Linked DNA regions of Macaca mulatta: region 1 is linked to region 2. Evidence: chromatin contacts called from public Hi-C data. All regions are on one chromosome and are shown on one strand. Each heading gives the region's core, a stretch centred on a gene start, on an enhancer-like site or on the middle of the called end of the contact. The rest is flanking DNA. Distances are from core to core; before and after follow the strand shown. Region 1 overlaps CIC (capicua transcriptional repressor). Region 2 holds the start of GSK3A (glycogen synthase kinase 3 alpha).

The links. Hi-C and Micro-C count contacts between places; a contact is called where the count stands out from the background.
Region 1: a contact with region 2 is called in a Hi-C map of blood, with 5 times the contacts expected there. The contact joins the enhancer-like site here to the promoter of GSK3A in region 2. A contact is called at or near these places in 5 of 14 Hi-C or Micro-C datasets (CD4 T cells, blood, cortical neurons and 2 more).

Annotation. Positions count from the first base shown.
Region 1 is chr19:53,335,784-53,338,765 of T2T-MMU8v2.0, reverse strand. The region is part of intron 2 of CIC (capicua transcriptional repressor); the gene reads right to left. Among named protein-coding and RNA genes, the nearest start is that of CIC, 12 kb to the right of the region's middle. Within about 2 kb of position 1,310, at least 27 of the 40 cell types and tissues checked have an H3K27ac peak or open chromatin away from gene starts, as enhancers often do. A contact at or near this core is called in CD4 T cells, blood and fetal cortex germinal zone, where this site is marked.
Region 2 is chr19:53,296,814-53,299,680 of T2T-MMU8v2.0, reverse strand. It overlaps GSK3A (glycogen synthase kinase 3 alpha), which reads left to right and starts at 1,578. Exons shown (of 11, transcript NM_001266636.2): 1 at 1,578-1,918. The coding sequence starts at 1,636. The region is part of intron 1 of DEDD2 (death effector domain containing 2); the gene reads left to right.

The DNA.
Region 1 (2,982 bases), core at 61-2,560, 39 kb before region 2:
GTAGAAGACACAGTGCCCACGGAGGAGAGATGGGAAGAGGCCCCTTTCGGGGCAGGGTACAACCAAGTGGGGGCCTAGCCTGGTAGGGAGGGGCGGGAATCCGGGCGGGAAGGGCCCCCCTGCCCTGGGCGCTGGGCCAGCCCTATACTTAGCTTCTATTGTTCAGGGTGGAGGAACCCTGGGTGGGGGTGGATTAGGAGCAGAGGGGAGGGAGCAGGTCCTGTCCCTAGACAGCTCCCTCTCTCTTGCCATCCCCAACCCTAACAGAGGCCTCCCTAGTTGGAAAAAGGTACTGAGCAGGACTGTGATGGCAGCCACCCTCTGCACCAACCCCTAACCAACTCCACAGAAGGACTGCCCCTAAACAGCCCCCACTGTGCCACCACACCCAGGCCTGGGGACAGGGAACCCAGACGAAGACATCAACAGTCACCCAGGCGGGCTGTACAGGCTGAGGCCTGCCCAGAGGCCTGGGGCGAGCAGCCAGGGATGCTCACAGACTGAGGGACAGGCAGAGGCGCACTCTAAACTCACGGGGCCCATTTATTGAGCCCGCTAGGCACCGCACCCCTGCCGGCCGCCTGCGGCTCCCCACCCTGCTCTCCAGGCCCAGGTCCCCGCCTCAGCTCACCACCCTGGTGTCCCCAGCTCCCCTCACCCGCTTTCCACATACACACCCACCCACCCACCCCGGGCGGCGTCGGCGACGGCCAGGGTTGCCTGGGGAACGAGCCCAGGATTGGGCTGGCGCGGCTCGGCAGGGATGGGGGGCTAAAAATAGCGCTGGGGTGAGTCAGTGTGAGTGGGGCTGGGGTAGGCAGGGGGACCAGGAGGAAAAGAGAGACAGGGGAGAGTGTGTGGGGGATGGTCCCCAAGGATTGGGAGATGGGTGGGATGCGGGGGTCGGGGGTTGAGAGACGTGGGTTTGGGGAAGGGAAGGTGCGGGGGCGGGGAAGGGGTGTACAGGCGCTGGGGCTGGGAGGGTTGGTCTACGCGGGCTGAGGGAGGCGCCAAGGCCCGAGCAGAGGAGGGGGCGCCGCCCTGCGTTCCCCTTCCCTCCCCGCGCTCACGAGATTTTCCACTCGCCGCCTGGCCCCTAGCCAACCCCAGGCAGGCCCCACAAAGCCGCTTTGTGCAGGGAGGGCGGGCGGGTGCCCGGCCGGCCTGACACCCACGCGGGCCACGGCGGGGCGCCGGCCAGCTGGCACCCGAGCTGTCTGCGGTGGGAGGGAGGGTCCCCCACCCAGCCCAAGGACGCGGCCGCGCAGGGGTTAATCGCTCAGGGGCGGGGAAGCAGGCCTCGGCCAATCAGCGGTCGGCGGGCGAGACGGCAACCAATGGGAAGGACGGAGGACCGACACAGGAGGCCTGCACCCAGGGGCGCGCGGGAACCAGCACCCCTGGGTGCCAGCGGGGGCTGGGCGCGGCCCTCGCTGGGTGCCAGTCCGCGTCTACGCAACCCCCAGAGCACCTGGTTTCCCCGACTACTTCACAAGACACAGGCTCAGTGGGGGGACAGCATCTTGCAGCCGGGAGGTGGCACAGCTGGGATTTGAACCCAAATCTATCTGGCTTCACAATCAGCTTTTCCGCCGAAAAAAGGGGACGGGAGTTCCCTGCCCGGTGCCTCGTGGGGAGCGGGAACAGGGGATAGGGTGGGGGTGGAGGAGGCGGCGCGGCGGGCTAGGGTCCAGCCGCCTGCGGTGCAGCCGCTGCCGCCGGTGGTAATGGGAGCCAGACGCCGTCGCCGCCGCTAATGCGCCTCCCTCCCGGCCACTAATGGAGCCATTAATACCCGGGCGCCGGGGGCTCCGGGACGTACCAACCCCTACCCCCCCTGCCGCGCATGCGCGCGCCTGCTGTCCCGCCGCGGCCTGCCGCCAGGAGGCAGCCTGACGCCTCGCAGTTCCAGGTGCTGGGGGCTGCTAAGCTGGTGGAGCTGGGGTCTCTTCTACAAAGTCACCAAGACTCATTCCTGCAACTTCACAAGCTCTTCCTCCTCTCCTCCTCTTCTCCAAGCCATCTTCTTCCCAATTCCTGCCTTTCCAGGGCGATCTCCAGGGGTCTCTGACACCTAGATCCGACCTTTTCCCTCCCCTGCTCTAAATGCCTTCTTGGCTCTTTACTGGCCCGAGTCCCAGCTTCTCAGCCTGGCATTCAGGCTGGGCCTGTCGTCCACAGCACCCTTCTGCTAAGCCTGGACTCTGGTGTCAGCTCCAGCCTCAACTAGCCACTCGGAGTTCATGCACTTTCACTCCTCCTGGTCTTTTCTCATGCAGCTGCTTCAGGTGGAATTGCCTTTTCCTTTCTTTGACTACTCTGAAATCTACTCATTCCTCATACTTCAGCTCAAATGTCACCTCCAATGAGAAACCTACCTGATCCTCCCTTATCAGCCCCCATGAACCAGAGTTGTCCCTGCCCCCTGGCTTCCCCAGACTCAGTACCTCCCTAGGCTCATCCTTGCCTGTGCCTGCATCCACATCTGCCTTCCTCACCCACTTGCCCCAGGACTGCTCAGCCCTGGGCCTGGCAGAGGGATGAGGAGGGAGCTGGCTCCTGCTGGTGGAGATAGGGTTCACTGTTTGAGACAAAATGGAAATTATGGTGGGCAGTACCTGGATCTGGGGAGTCAGGAGACCCAGGCTTAACCCCTCTGGCCCCTCTTTTTCCCCACCTGCCCAAGCATAGTTGGTGGGTACTGCCTGGTCTCTGAGGCCCTACCCATTGGGGTGCACTATATCTGAGACTCGTTTCAATGAAGCTGGCATCAAATGAAAGGCAAGGGGTAGCGGGGGAGGTAGGGTGACCTGGGTCATGCCCTCTAGCACGTGGGTGGGCACAGAAGCTTCTTTCCTGCCGCCCCCCACAGCCAGATCTCCTAGCTTGGTCCATATAGCCCCTGCCTTCCTGCCTGTCTTGGGAACAGGTGTTTGGATGGTGGATGGGTCTGCAGGATGGATCTCAACACTTCTCAACAGA
Region 2 (2,867 bases), core at 329-2,828:
CGACAGAGCGAGACCCTGTCTCAAATAAAGCAAAATCTGAAAACTGAATGGGGGTTCAAGACATAATTTTTTTTTTTTTTTTTTTTGAGACGTAGTCTCACTCTTGTCGCCCAGGCTGGAGTGCAGTGGCGCGATCTCGGCTCACTGCAACCTCCGCCTCCCGGGTTCAAGCGATTCTCTTGCCTCAGCCTCCTGAGTAGCTGGGATTACAGGCGCCCGCCACCACGCCCAGCTAATTTTTGTACTTTTAGTAGAGACGGGGTTTCGCCATGTTGGCCAGGCTGGTCTCGAACTCCTGACCCCAGGTGATCCGCCCGCCTCGGCCTCCAAAAGTGGTGGGATCACAGGCGTGAGCCACCGGCACCCAGCCTGAGCCACCGCGCCCGGCCCAGAAATTCTATTTCCGTCTTTTTAATGCTCCATTCAGCTTCCTGGTGCGAACCACATTGCTAGGAAAAGCTAGACTGTATCCGAAGACTAGTTAGTGTTCGGAGAAACCGCCGGGAACTTTGTTTCCCGAATTCTTTGCAGAGTTGCGGTTAGAGAGGGGACATTTTTTCTTTCTTGATCTATGGTCACCTGGAACTTAAAGGTGCTTGGCTCCATTTTCCAGCAGTCCTTGATCGACCTCGCCTCTTTCTTTAAGAAGAACCTGGGGGCGAGGAAGGAGGGGCTGAAACACTTTTAAGTCTCTCCAGGGAACTACTGCAGTCTCTAACCTTTCGCTCCACGCCCCCGATGGTGGCCATTGGACTCCGCTTCCCGACAAGCCTCCGCAAACTGGCCTCACAAAGGGTCAGGTCTGGACTATTCCCCAGCAGGCTTGGAGCTCATGGGCGATCCCGCCCCCTCAGTCAATGGGGAGGATGCCTTGAACTCCATTTCCCAGAACACACCAGGGCTCGCTGTGGCAACTGCACTGAAGCCTTGGTGTTGACTACACTTCCCGGCAGGGACTGCGGCCTAGCGTACCTGGGAAGAGAAGCGCGAAATTTACTCCATTTCCTCTCCCATCTCCGGAATTGCAGTATCCACTTGGGACTTAAGAAACCACCTGGGACTCCATTTCCCGGCGTGCTTTAAGAATCGCTTTACACCTGCAATGCGGTGAGGGCGTGGCGATGACTCCATTTCCCGGCTTGCTTCACGGCCCGAGATCCGCAGGTTCACGCGCGCCGACTCAATTTCCCAGAGCGCACCGGGCTCTGGGACGCACACACAGCCAATAAACTGAGTGAGTGGACTCTGTTTCCCAGCGTGCATCAGGCTCTCTGCTTCCCGAAATACTTCAGGGCTCCCCGTCGTACCGTCGGCAGACAGATTACCCTGGACTCCATTTCCCGACGTATAGCGCGACCCGTCATTCCCGCGGTCTACTCTGAGGCTTTTGTGGACTTCATTTCCCGGCGTGCCACGGGGCTCTCTGTGCGGGCCGAGGGCGGCGACGGCGGCGCGGACGACAGCCGGACTGCATCTCCCGGCGTGCCCCGCGGCGGGCGCTGGGCCGGAGCCGGAGCCCAAACCCGAGCGGCGCGGCCTGGAAGAGGCCAGAGCCCGGGGGAGGCGGCGGCAGCGGCGGCGGCTGGGGCAGCCCGGGGAGCCCGAGCCCCGCGGCCTGGGCCTGTGCTCGGCGCCATGAGCGGCGGCGGGCCTTCGGGAGGCGGCCCTGGGGGCTCGGGCAGGGCGCGGACCAGCTCGTTCGCGGAGCCAGGCGGCGGAGGCGGAGGCGGCGGCGGCGGCCCCGGAGGCTCGGCCTCCGGCCCAGGCGGCACCGGCGGCGGAAAGGCATCTGTCGGGGCCATGGGTGGGGGCGTCGGGGCCTCGAGCTCCGGGGGTGGACCCGGCGGCAGCGGCGGCGGAGGCAGCGGAGGCCCCGGCGCAGGCACTAGCTTCCCGCCGCCCGGGGTGAAGCTGGGCCGTGAGTACTAGCGGCGCCCGTGTAGGGTGGTGATCAGGGTTCCCAAAGCTCCTCAGACATCCATCAGGTTCTTTCATATGCTTAGGTAGGAGCCAGAGGTCACTATGCCTCCCCAAATCGGGGATCTGAGCCCTCTTCCTCCCAGGAAAAGGGGTCTTGGGGTTACCATCTCTTGGAGATCAGAATTACTCTTGGATCAGAATTACTAACACTCAAAGAAACAGGGGTTACAAGTCCCTGTTCTTTCATTATTGAGATCTTGGGTCCTTGAGCCTTAAGAACAGGTATCTGACGTTGCTACTCATTATAATATTGGATCAGAGGTCACAGTCGCTTGCAAATGGGGATTTAGGGTTATTGTCTCCTAAGAGAACAAGAATAAGACCAATCGCGAAAAAGAGGGATCTGCATTCGCTGTCCTTCAGAAGATGAGGATTTGGAGTGAATATCACTTAGAAGCAGGGCTTTGAGGTTACTGTGTTGTGTCCCCAAAGAATAAGGCCAGGCTTGCCAAACCTGGTACTCAGATCACCTTCCCTATTAAAACCAAGACCTGGCATCATTACCCACCCTAAATATTGTTGAGCTGTACCCCCAATGGTGAGAATTAATAGTTACTGCTTCTTAAAGACATTGGGAGTCAGCATATCCTTCAAATCAAGTCCATAGTCCATGTTTTAAAATACATGGCTTGGTGTGTCTCCTTTAACAAAAATGGAATGGAGCAGGGTAGGTCACAGTTTCCTATAAAATATGGATCTAAGGTTATACTTGTTCAATAATTGTTCTAAGGTATGGTGTCATTGGCTCTGAAAAAAATAGTGATGTAGGGTTATCTCCCTCTGAAAGAACATGTCACTGGCCCCTCAAAATGGATTTGGTGGCCGGGCGCGGTGGCTCACGCCTGTAATCCCAGCACTTTGGGAGGCTGAGGCAGGCGGATCACCTG